Linked DNA regions of Rattus norvegicus: region 1 is linked to region 2. Evidence: chromatin contacts called from public Hi-C data. All regions are on one chromosome and are shown on one strand. The core of a region is the stretch at or near the end of the contact, and the rest is flanking DNA. Distances in the headings are between cores, read along the strand shown.

Evidence for each region. Hi-C and Micro-C count contacts between places; a contact is called where the count stands out from the background.
Region 1: a Hi-C map of psoas muscle shows a contact between it and region 2, with 1.6 times the contacts expected there. The contact joins two enhancer-like sites. A contact is called at or near these places in 9 of 12 Hi-C or Micro-C datasets (the A7r5 cell line, Schwann cells, hepatocytes and 4 more).

The regions. Positions count from the first base shown.
Region 1 is chr15:11,567,799-11,574,361 of GRCr8, forward strand. No RefSeq gene overlaps it. Among named protein-coding and RNA genes, the nearest start is that of Top2b, 29 kb to the left of the region's middle. Within about 2 kb of position 1,758, at least 50 of the 93 cell types and tissues checked have an H3K27ac peak or open chromatin away from gene starts, as enhancers often do.
Region 2 is chr15:11,525,093-11,531,488 of GRCr8, forward strand. Top2b (DNA topoisomerase II beta) reads right to left here. Exons shown (of 36, transcript NM_001100858.2): 2 at 401-556. Among named protein-coding and RNA genes, the nearest start is that of Top2b, 14 kb to the right of the region's middle. Within about 2 kb of position 3,124, at least 2 of the 93 cell types and tissues checked have an H3K27ac peak or open chromatin away from gene starts, as enhancers often do.

The sequences.
Region 1 (6,563 bases), core at 508-3,007, 41 kb after region 2:
TTAAATAATTATTTTTAAATGGAGCTTAATGGCAATAGTAGTTTTCTACGGCAATTTTTATATTCTACTTTTGTTTTGTCGTTTTCGTTTTTGCCCAGGCTGGCCTTGAAGGTGAATCCTACTCATCCTGCACCACTATGCTAGCCCAGAACTACTATTCTCAAGGACAATTGCTGGCAGTATATATAGTATAATTGTAGTTTTAAAATGAAATTTCCAAATGTAGAAAATAATGGCAATATTTAAATTTTTTCTAGAATCCAAGTGACAGAGGTCTTAAGGTAAATTTTGCCATGGCTTGTGGGCCAGGAGTCTTCTCTCTCCCAGGTTGCAGCAGGCTTTCTGACAACTCATAGGAGGGCAAAACCACACCAGAGCGGTCATTTTATAAAGGGAGTGGCGAGGCTTGCAAGCTGACCAGGTCTGGGCTATGTGTGTTTCACATCCAAGGCGCAGGCTGAGGCCCGTGCAGAAGTGTGAGTCCTGGAGTGGGCAAAGCTTGTTCCCCAGCCGGAAGGCCCAATTCCACTTCCTGCTTCACCACCTAAACGTCAGGGTCTTATTTGGACATTCATTTTATATCAGTTGCAAGGGAAATCAGTGATTTCTTAGCGGCTCCTCCCCACAGGTATACATTCCGGATAATTAATACCTTAATTAGTAACTGGAATTGCTCACCTAGTGTGTGTGGCATGAGATAGAAGCTTTGGGAAGTTTGGGCCTGTGCATTCTCCAGGGAAACTGGTTATTCTGGAAACTTTAAAACAACTCGGTGCATATAAAGAAAATAGCACACCCAGGCATTATCTACCTGAAGAACTCTTCTTTGTCCGCGGCAGCCAGCCGATGGCTGGAATCTTAATGTTGCCTAATAGTGAAGGTGTGTGTTCCATCCTGAAACTTTGTCTTCTGCATCCCGCTGGGGAGAGCCAGAAGCCGCTGCTGGCCAAGGCACAAGGCACTGGGAAGCTTCCTGCAACCTTGGCTGCTCTGGGCCCTGGGAACATGGACTCTAGGAAGATACAGTAGACTGGCTTGCCAGTTCTTCCGTTTCGAGTTCCCACAGCAAGGAATCTGGTCCTTGACCGCACACAGAAACAGAGTTGAGAAAAGACTTAGACAAATTTCACACACACACACACCCCAAAGGGGGGCGGGGCGACGGCACGCGGGATTCCACTAAATGGGAGGAGCTGGAATTAAGGGTAGGGGTTGTTGAGAAGGTGGGGAGGGCCAGCTGGTAACTCAGGCAAAGAGAAGGCTTCCAGCTGACAAAGGGAAGCAGAGGGCAGGAGAGAGGCCCCCCTGGGCTTCCTACAGCAACCGGTTGACTGGCAGGCAGCACGGGGCCAAGGGACTCTGGAAGATTTGTGAGTCTAGGCTGAGGTCTGGCAGACGCATTAACTAAAATGGAAGTGTACATTCTTCAACGAAAGTAAAACTCCCACTGGAGGCGAGAACAACGAAGGGGGAGGGAAAAGGTAGAAGGTGTTTCCGAAATGCGTTGTCCCTGTAACTCGCTCCGAACTGAACAACGCAAGCACCCCACAAAGTCAGCTCCCGGGGACTCTCCCGAGAACTCCTAAGGAGCACGTTAAACTCCAGACTCATACAAAACCCTAGGTAGCCTGAGACACAGGCTTCAGCCAGCCAGCCAGCCAGCCAGCCAGCCAGCCAGCCAGCCAGCCAGCCAGCCAGCAGACAAGCCCCTCCTCCCATAAGCCACATTCCTCTTCCAGCTGCACGCCAGACTGACCAGCGCCAAGCTGGAGCACTCCCCGGGGACCAGCAGGAATGCAAAACAGAGCGGAATTGAGCTCCGGGAAGATTCATATCCAAGCGAGTTTTTATGAGGCCAATAAAGGACGTCAGAAAAACTAAGGCCAACTGGAGCGCGGCCCTGTCTGTAAATCCCTGAGGTTGAATGAAGTGCTCCAACTAATGCGAACTTCCCTTTGGAGCGAGCTGTTCCACAAAGCTATTAGCTGCTTGGCTATTGGGAGAGAAACCCAGTGATTTATCAAGGTTTGAAGAAAAGTAATAAAACTCGTTCATGGTCCGAGTTCTTAAAACCTCAACTTCATTTTGTGTTTGTAGGCTCTGTTCTTTCCTTCTCCTCTTCCCTTCCCCTCCCCCTATTCTTCTCCCCTTCTTACCCCCCTCCCATTTCTCCTCCTCCGTTGATAAAAATCTCATATTGTAGTAAGGCTGGTCTTGAATTTGTGGCAATCCTCCTGCCTCAGCCTCCAGATTGCTGAGATTTCATGGGTCATATCACCACGTCCAGCCCAAGGCTCTGTTCTTAAAGCACTGTGATACCCTACAAGGGGAGAAGGGAGGGAGGAGTGCTTGCTGTGCCTGAACCCTAAGCACCAGTTGACATCGCCAGAGTAAAACGCGGTTCTCATCTCATAAGGGACAAAAGAGTCCACTCTGGAGCCAGATATGAGTTACTATGGCCCAGGAACACAGACTCAGGTAAAGCAAATACGTGTTCAAATGTGGAAACCGGTTCGCAAAATTTTCACTGTTAGAGAACAAAACAAAGTCACGAATCAAAGCCCTTTTCAAGTCCATTTACAGGGCTAGAAGGTCAGAGGTTGCAGTAAGGCAGTAGCTGCCTGACGGACGCTCTCTGACGACCTCCTAAGCTTTGGCTTCGGCGAAAACTCGTGGTCTAAGCTATTACATTGCGAAAGGTAGCCACGAGATGAGGTCAGGTCGGAAGGAGAGACTGAAGATTGGCTAGTGTAGGGCACAAAGGCAGCCCCGTGGACCTGCAGTACCCCAGCGTCTGCCCTGCAGCACCCCAGCGTCTGCCCTGCAGCACCCCAGCGTCTGCCCTGCAGCACCCCAGGGTCTGCCCTGCAGCACCCCAGCGTCTACCGCCACCACGTTCTCAATGCCCAGCCTGAGTGCTGTTTCGGTGGTGCTGGACTCTCCCAGACCTAAGCTGCAAAGCTTGGTCCATGGCCTCTTTCAAGACAGCAACCTCACGGACCATCACTAAACCCTGGAACGATGCTTTAACATCTGCTGCACGGAGGATACCAGGGTGCCATCGCTCCTGTCAGTAGTCAACTAGGATGCCATCAACCAAAACGGCTGTGTGTGAGCAAACCTAACGTTCTAGGGGAATCTCAGAGGCCACCCTTCCCTGGTGTCGAAGAAGTCCCTCTAGATGTAGAAACTTCTGGGAGGTCCTGGTGGGCAGGAAGAGAACCCGTATCCCTACACAAAAGGCCTCTTGCCGAATGATGAAGAACTGAATGCCTCCTCTTCCCCGGCACAGCAGGCAGCACTACTCAGCTCTGGGTGGCCAAGTAGCCCCATTGGGACACAGAGGGGACACTTGAAATCCTTGCACAGACGCACTGATCGTGTGTGGTGCTGGTAGGGGAGGGTGGCAGGCTGGTGTGTATCTTCAAACCCCGGGATTGGTATACACTCAGTGGATGCTCCCATGACCAAGGGAACTAACTTCAGTCCCATCTGGCTGTGAGCTTCTCATGGAACACTCAGCCTTCAGTCCCACTCGTGCCTTGGCTTTCCCATCCGTTCTGAGAGAAGCCCTGCGTGAAATGTTCTGAAAAACTGAGAGTTGCCTCTGATTGTTTGCTCCAAATTATGGGCAGGTGTGAAACTCGGTGTCAAAACAGCACCGTTATAATGTCTTTCTTCTGATCAAAAAGCTTCTCTCTCTGGGTACCGTGACTCCTACCTGCAATCCTAGGACCTCTGAGGCAGAGGCAGAAGGACTGCCAAGGGTTCAGAGTGTAGACCCTGCCTTAATTTCTTTTTCTGGTGCTATGGTCAACTGTCACAACAAAAGCAACTCAAGGAAGAAAGGGGTTGGCTTACAGTTCAAGGGTTCGAGGCTCTTGCTGACAGGGAAATCCAGGCAGCAGGAGTTGGCAGCAGCCGGTCAGGTGGCATCTGCAACAAGAAAGCAGGTGAGAATGACAGCTGCTGCTTGGCCTCCTTTTTCTACTGAACCAATCAAGGCTCTGCAGCATTTCCTTCTCCAGCCAAGTAATGGAGGTATTCAGGGTGGGCAGGTCTCCCATGTCAAGGAAATGGAGAGAGTCCGACACATGTACATCTCCCAGGCGATTGTAGGGTTTATCAAAGAGACAAGTAACATTAATCATCTCCATCTCAAAGACCTCTAAGACAAAAGTTTCTCTAGCTTGCGAAAACACTTTCTTAAGTCAAAGCTAAGTTCATTATAATACTTTAAAATCTTGAACTCAGTTGATTTCTAAAAAATGAGCATTAAGATTTTTTTGTTTTCCATTTTAAATATGCCCCACAATTCACTTAATTGATAGCACGGTAACCTTTATTTCCAGTTTTAACTGTGTTAACTGTAGCTTTATCTGTAACAGCCTGGATGCTTTTGCAGTATAGCAAGCCTTGTGACTTAACTAAGATTTAACCCTTACAACAACTCAACAAGGACTATAACATCCCCTTTCTATGTCTACAAAGTCAGACATTAAAATGGGAAGAGGCTCAACCCAGCTAGGATAGAACAGAACCAGCCTCCGACCAGATCTACACTTCCCAATCTCTCCTCTTTTCATTCTGTCAATGAGCTGACTTTAAAACAGACTTATGAGGCCAGCCAGATGGCTCGGTAGGTAAAGGCGTTTACCATACAAACCCGATGAGTTGTTTGATCCCTGGTACCACAGGAAGAAGGAAAGAGAGAACTAACTCCACAGTTACTCTCTAACCGCCATGCATTCACTCCGACAAGTATTCCTCTCAAATCAAATGGTGGTGGTGGTGGTGGTGGTGGTGGTGATGATGATGATGATGATGGTGGTGGTGGTGGTGGTGGTGATGATGATGATAAATGTTATTTTAAAGGAGAACTTTTAAAGATTTATTTAGTGTGTATATTGTGTATACACATGTGTGTATAGATACTTGTGTATTATAGAAGAGAGTTTTGGATCTCCTGGAGCTGGAGTTTCAGGCAGTTGTGACTACCATGAGTCCTGGGAATTTGGGCCTTCTTATAAAGTAGCAAATGCTCTTAGCCACTTAATCCATCTCTTTTTGCCCCACTGAAAACGGTGAAACTAAAATAATTAACTAGGGTATGTATTCACTATATTCACGAATGTCAGAGCTACTCATTGTTTTCCTTTTTGAAAAGTTTTTTTTTTTTTTAAATTTCGTATATATCCATTTTTTTTCCTGCCTGTATGACAGTGAACCACACGCATGCAGTACCTGCAGAGGCCCTAAGAGGGCATCGGAGCCTTTAGACCTGGAGTTATAGACAGTCCTGAGCCTGTGATGGGACAACAGGGCCTCTACAAGAACAATCAGTGCTCTTAACCACTGAACCATTGTTCCATTCCCCAAGCTTTTCGGGACAATGTCAAACACATACACACACACACACACACACACACACACACACACACACACACACATACATATACACCATCTTGGCCAGCCTAAAACTCGTGGCAATCCTCTTGTGTCTTCTGGGTGCTGGGATTACAGCCTTGTAACCACCTCGCAAGGCTCTAATTAGTTTAGAGTAAGACACCCCCACCATGAGAGATAAACATCCAAACTCCCAGCTGATTCTGTCTCAGCTGACCACACGTATTGTCCTTCATTATTCGGTACAAACTGAGTCCGATGAACCGTGGACACGCAGTTTGTGACCCTCTCTAAGCCCCGATGAAGGCTAAAATCAAGCAGAAGAGATTATGCAGAAGACAGTGGTTGTCACATAATGACACTCCTTTAAAAATTTAAATGTATCCCAGGCATGGTAGTACATACTTCTGACGCCTGCACTGTAAGGTTGAGGCAAGAGGATTAACTTTGTGCCAGCTTGGGCTACCTGGTGACATTTGAAACAAAACTGGGCTCCATTTAAAATATCTTTTAAAGGTAACTCCCACTGTCGGGCATCAAAAGTCTGTGCATCAGCTATTGCCTCATGTTTGTGGCTGATTGCATTGGGGCACGGAAAACTTGTTCTGTGACTACTCCGGGGCCCTGGCAGGTTCCACCAGATATTGTCTCGTACTTCAGAAGGAGAACTGTGTAGTGTCATCACGCTGGCCGGAGGCAAAAACTCCTGAGAAGGGAGTTGGATTTGGCTTGCAGTCATCTGCCCATATAATGAATCTCCAGTGTTCCAGCAACACAATGGGAGTTTACACAGTAGTAAACCACTCTAGCGCGGTGAGAGAAATATTACACTTGGAGTACAAGCCAACACAGTCAGCCTCAGCTCTAAAGAATCACGCATGTTTTAAATAACTTTGAAGCAGAAGCTGACTTCCCACATCTTCCTCAGTGCTTAGCACGTGGGCAGCTTGACACTAACCCCACAATTAGAAAACTCACAGTGTGAAATAAGAAAAGTCGACAGAGTTCTGAACAAGGAATCGAGTAGTTATGGGTATCCCCATCGATAGGGCAAGAATGGGTCAGTGAATGCAGTGGTTCTCAACCTTCCTAATGCCATAGCCCTTCAATACAGATCCTCATGTTGTGGCGACCCCCAGCCATAACATTAATTTTAC
Region 2 (6,396 bases), core at 1,874-4,373:
ACAGTAAACATAAGTAAATCAGTTCTATAAGGCATCACTAATGTAAACCACAGTATACACTATGTTGAACTTTTAACAAATTCTTAAGGCATCGTTTTATTCTACACTTCTGTATTCTGATGTCCTTATCTCCATAAAGTGATGAACAGATTTCCATTTCTCTGAGGTCTCTCTCAAAGTTCATTTTGGTTTTTGTTTGTTTGTTTTTCTTTTGGTATGAGTTTCAGGCCCGGAGTCCTGTGCATTATGAGCTGTATCTTAGCTCCTCTGTCCTTCTTAATCATGACATAAACAAACATGAGGTCACACACTTACGAACTAATAACCATAACTTTATTAAGATATTTAAAAAGAAGATATGCATATCCCCTAATCTCAATCAATTTTAGCAAGTAATTACCTGTGTCAGTGGTTCCACTGATCCAATGTATGTATCAGGACGAAGGAGAATATGCTCCAGTTGGGTCTTCTTCTGGTACACTCTCTCAACAGACAACTTCTTGGAAGAATCATTTTTGTTCGCTGTCTCCAACTCTTCCTTTTTTGCAGCATTGTTCTGATAAAAAAAAAAAAAGAGTCCAAATTAACCAAAAAATCAAATTTAAATATCCTAAAGCAAGAGGCAAACAAAAATGTGTATGGACACATGACATGGTACCCATCTTTCAGTCTCACCAATGTCCAAGTTCTAAAGGCCACTGTTAACTACTACTAGCACTTAGCCAGCCTGGTTATTATAAAATAATCAGGATTAGGAGAGCAGGAGCCACCTCTCTAAGATATTAAGGTACTGTTTTGTGTTCCGCAAGATTTCCTAAAGGACTTAGGTTGCAGTCAGGTTACAGAATCAGAATAAAAACTGAATGGCTATGAGGGTCACACAAACCAGTCTACGTAGTTAATAAATACAATAGTTATAAAGTCCTCAAGTTGCTCATCTTAGTAGATCATGTCAGTTTCAGTTCAGGATGACCCGATACAAAAGCACCTGCAGAATCATTCCTCTGCCAGTTCCAAGGATATAGAGCTAAGTATCATGGTAATGGTAACCACTCCTACAACAGCTGAGAACCAAATCAAATTCCTCACAGCAACAGAGAGAGCACTTCCTTCTAGATTCCCCAATGCTGATTAATATGGTATCTTATTAATAAAAGAAATTAGAATGGCCTATTTTCAGTTTCTTAACATAAACATAACACCATGTCTTAAATTACATCTTTAAAATGTCATTATATATGTTGCAAAATAAAAATGTATGCTTTCCAAGTAATCTAAAGAACAATATCAAAATAAGACTTGTAACAGAAAAACCTCAGGGAATTCAAATATTAAGTGTAATTTCTCAAGGTCTTGAATATTTTATATATATATATCTATATGTATATTTATATGTATATATATTTATATGTTTATATATAGCACTTAATGTTTCAAATACAAATTTTACTGATTTTTGCTATAGTCATATTTTCTTTCATTTATACACTTATCCATGAATAGTGCTAATTCACTTAAAAATAGTTTTGTACAAAAGAAAATAATTATTCCATAAGGTTTTCATATTCTATTTTTGTCAAGAGTCTGATGATAAACTAAATGGCCAGAAAGATAAACTGTACTTTTAAAGTACCAGTTCCCAAATTACTAATAATGTTCTCTGCTATTTCAATGTTTATAGAAATAAACTATTTTAAAAATGGGCCCTGTGATGGGATTGTCAGTTTGATAGGATGTAAGATTACCTAGAAGACAAGCCTTGTGGGCGCATCTGTGAGGATGTCTTAAGAACAGTCTAACAAAAATGGAAAAGAGCTGCCCTGACTGTGAAAAGCATATGTAAAGTCAATAGACTAAAAGGAAATCACCAGCAGATATCTCTACGCTTCCTGAATGCACATGTAATATGTAATATGACCAGCTCACAGTACGTCCTGGTCCCTTAGTTAGAGCCACTCTCACGCCTTGTCTTCCCCTCTAAACTGCCCAAAGTAACCCCATTTTGTCCAGATTTTAAGCAACTTCTCCCAACTGCGAACCTTCTCATGCAGCTGCAGCTACCGTTTTGGGTGGTCCACAACATAAACAAACTGTTCTGGTCAACTAAACTGAACCCTCCAACTCTAATCTCTGTCCTCTTCAAGTTTTTCCTCAGGTATTTTACCACAGCAAATAGAGGAGTAATAACCTCTGCAGGTTCAGAATAGTTAGAACAAAGATCATAATGACTAAAATCATTCTCTAACTACTTTAGAATGTGCGACCTACCAACTAAAGGAAGGTAACCGTCTATCAATAGCTTAGAAAGACGTCTGAAAGTACATGATTGTTGGCACAAAGACTGCAAACCGATAACAAGCACCCAGGGAAAAAACTTTCCATCAAGTTTATTTCTCTAAAACAAACATCAAAATAAAATATTTTCAAGATTGACTCAACCTGAAGTTAGTGTCTACATAATTTAGATTTCAAAAGTTGCTTTAGGAGTTTTTGCTAAAGTAAATTGGCATCTGGAGATAGACAACAGGGATAAAGCCCTGCCTCAAAACATTTTCAACAGTTTAACAACATTCCTGCACCTTCTTAACCAATGGTTACCACCTCACCCTCCCCTTCTACCTACTCCCAAATGACTATAAGAGAAAAAGAGATATGAATCTCCCAAAGTCCTATCAAGTTAAAAGAATTGTCATCCTTGCTAAGATGAGACCTTAAGAATCAGAAGACATAGTGTAATGTCAACAAGATTGAAGATTAGGAAACTTCAAACCCCTTCCCCACCGAAACACAGACTAAACTGTAATATATGAACCATTCATCCTTGTAAGAAATCTAGAAACTGCTTAAGAGGTCCTGTCCCTTGGGTAAAAAAACCCAAAACCTCATCCAAGCCCAGGAGCCTTCTGAGCAAGGCAGAACTGGGAGGAAATGCGACTTCTTTCCCTGAGTAGACCGCTAAAGAAAAAGTAGAGGAGCTACCACAAGGACTGATTGCTGTCTTGAATCTAAGCAAGCACTGGCATCGGTTGCTCAACTGAGAACAAAGGAAATCAGAATGATCTGGTCCAGCACCCAGAGTCTGCAGTTCTAGGGATAGACATTAGGTGGAGCTCTAGTACCATGGCATATTACAGAATGTGTGAGAGGACCCAGTAGGGCAGAGTTGCCAGACTATTCCCTAAATAAAGATACAGACAAAGCTCTTCAGTGAACAAGTCCAGTGAAGTTACAACCCTAGAAATGGTTTGCCATGTCTCCTGACTCTAAATGGACTAAATAGCTGGAGAAACTAACCAGACTAGAACCAGACTGTTAAGAGCTAACCCTGACTAGAACCAGACTGTTAAGAGCTAACCCTGACAGAAAGCAACACAAAGCAAAGGAGAAGCACAAAAGCATTCCAAAGGATAAATTTCAATTTCTGTGGATTGCCTAAGGAAATGGATGCTCCCATCTGTGATCCTAGCTAGCACTTGAGAAGTTAAAGCAGGAGAACTGCTATAAAGTTCAGATTAGGCTAGGGATCTTGTCTTAATGAAAGAAGACAAGAGTGGAGGGAAAGAATAGGAAGGGACAGGATGAGAGGGAACAGGAAAAGACAGGCGAGAAAGAAAAGGAAAAAATAATGGTAAAGAAAAGATAAATGGAAGGGAGAAATGGAGATAAGAGGAAGCTCGAGGAACTGTATAGATGCACAACTAAACCAGAAAAATCAACAAAACAATAAACAAAATGAGATAAACAGATAACAAATGAAAAGACTCAAGCATTATTGCTAAAACTAAAGAATAACTTAAAGTATAAAAAGACTAGACTTGGCCAACCACAAGAAAAAAAAAAAAGAAACTACAAAGAAAAATATTTCAAAGACAAAGTAACCAAAATAGAAAGAATTAAGAAAAATTAAAAGAACTTGACTCACTTGTGGGTTCTCATCAGTCAAATAGAATATGTTACAAAATGTTTCAAAGGAGAAAATAAAAATGAGAAGAACTTTCCAAATATGAGGAGAGAAATGGACAAATTTAAGAAGCTCACAGTCAAGCAAGCACAAACCTAAGAAACCTCTGCTAAGATATATAATCAAAGTGTCAAAGTCATGGATAAGCCATAGGCCCATCCAGGAAGCAATGAGTTCAATTCCCAACCTGATAGGAAAAGAAGTCACAAGGGAGAGAATCCTGACAGCAGTAACTGTCAATTAACAAGAAAACAATTATCTTGTACCAGAGAGCTTTATCAGTTTATCAACAGTTGCTCAACAGATACAGGCAAAAACAGAAGTGGGATAACACATTAAAACCTAGTAACCTCGATAGCTGGTAAACGCCCTGCGAACATTTTAAGGTTAAAATAACTTTGGGCATCTTTAGGTTGTAAAGAAGAAAGTATGCAAAAGCTGAGCAGAGTCACTGATGACAACCCTTGGGCTGACGCAAAGCTATATAAAAAGATAAGCCTTCCTGGGAAGGCAAATACAGAGGTCCCAATAGTAATGTAGGAACATGCATTAAAATATGGTATAATGTTTAACAGTATAAAGATTGTTATAAACCTAGGTGAAATAATATGGAATGCTAAAAAGAAAACATAATTTGTGCTATAGTTTCTTGCCATGTTTTATTCTAAGTACTTTACATATCATCTTATTGTTGCTCTAGTCTGTCTTTTGAGTAATTGCTGATAACCTAATAAAACTCTCTAGTTTAATAAGCTGTGGTAGACATAAGTATGTATACAGCTTTTTTTATAAGCAATTGGTCAAGTTAAAATTAATTTAAAATTGAATGTTATCTCATTAAGCTGATCTATGTAATTACTGCGATAACCATAAAGAAAATATTGACAAAGTGTAAGTTGAGAAGGAACTGAAAGCATAACTCCATAGATGAAGACAGCAAGAAGGAAAAAATAAAAGAGTTACAAGCTATGAAGAAAACTCAACAGTAAGTCCTTTCATATCAATGACTGCCTTAAATATTGATGAACTTAATGTCTGTTAAAACATATACTAGCTAATTTGATTTTTCTAGTCCAACTACATGGTGCCCACAGAGACACACTTTAGTTCTAAGGTCACATGTGCTTCAGGAGAGATGGTGGGGAAGCATACTTGATGCAAGCAGGATCCAAAGAATGTAGGCAACCATAGATACATTACACAAACAGACTAAGTTTAAACAAAACCTGTGACAAAAAACAAAGACAATTTACCAAAAAGATATCAGTATTGTAAATAGATATATATCTAACTAGAGTACAAAATAAATAAAGCAAACATCAACAGAACTAAAGAAAGACAGAGATGGCTGGAGAAATAGCTCAGAGGTTAAGAGCACTGACTGCTCTTCCAGAGGTCCTGAGTTCAAATTCCAGCAACCACATGGTGGCTCACAACCATCTGTAATAGGATCTGATGCCTCTTCTGGTGTGTTTGAAGACAGAAACGGTGTACACACATACATGAAATAAATAAATCTTTGAGAGAGAGAGAGAGAGGGAGAGAGAGAGAGAGAGAGAGAGAGAGAGAGAGAGAGAGAGAGAGAGAGCGCAATATAGTGATAATAAGAAATTCCTACACCCCATGTTCAATCATGGATAGGACAACCAGACCAAGAGTCAATGTGAAAACAAAGGACTTGAAGTATAAGACAAACCCAATAGTCATTTACAGAAGACTCCACTCAAGAACAGCTGAATGCACATACTTCTCAAGTGCACATGAAGCATTCTGTGACACAAACCAGATGTTAGCCCATAAAATAAGTCTCAACCACTGAAGATTGAAGACATGCATTCTGTCTATAACAGAATGAAGCTACAAATAAAAGGGGAACAGAAACCCACAAACAGTGGAAATTAAACAGTACACTTGGAAACTATTTAAGAATCAAAGAAGAAATCACAAAATAATTTAGAAAATATATGGGGATAAAGAAAAGCAGGAAAAAAGAGACTTCAAAACTTATAGGATCAATAAAAAGCAGTACCACATTTAAATGTTTAAAATGAAGATGTTGAACCAATAGCATACACTAAGAAACTATGCATAGAACTAAATCTAAAGTTAACAGACAGAAGTAAATAAGTTCAAGTCTCTCGGCCTTACTGTCACCTTCCTTACAGAAGCTTCTTTGCCAGGAGAATGAAATGGGAAAAGGGGGTGCTTACTAAGAAATGTTATCAAATAAATACACTATATACACTGAATGCACTGCCTAAGGCTCCAGAGAAGAAAGGTCAGCCAAAGGCTAGGTAACCAGTCATTTACAGTGTACCCATGCTGGCTACAGGAGCAGAAATGAGGAATGCCAGTGGCTGAGGTGCTCATACAAGTAGCTAATCGCCAAGACCACTTCCGAGAGACCTTCCTTATTCGTAACTAAAAATGATCTG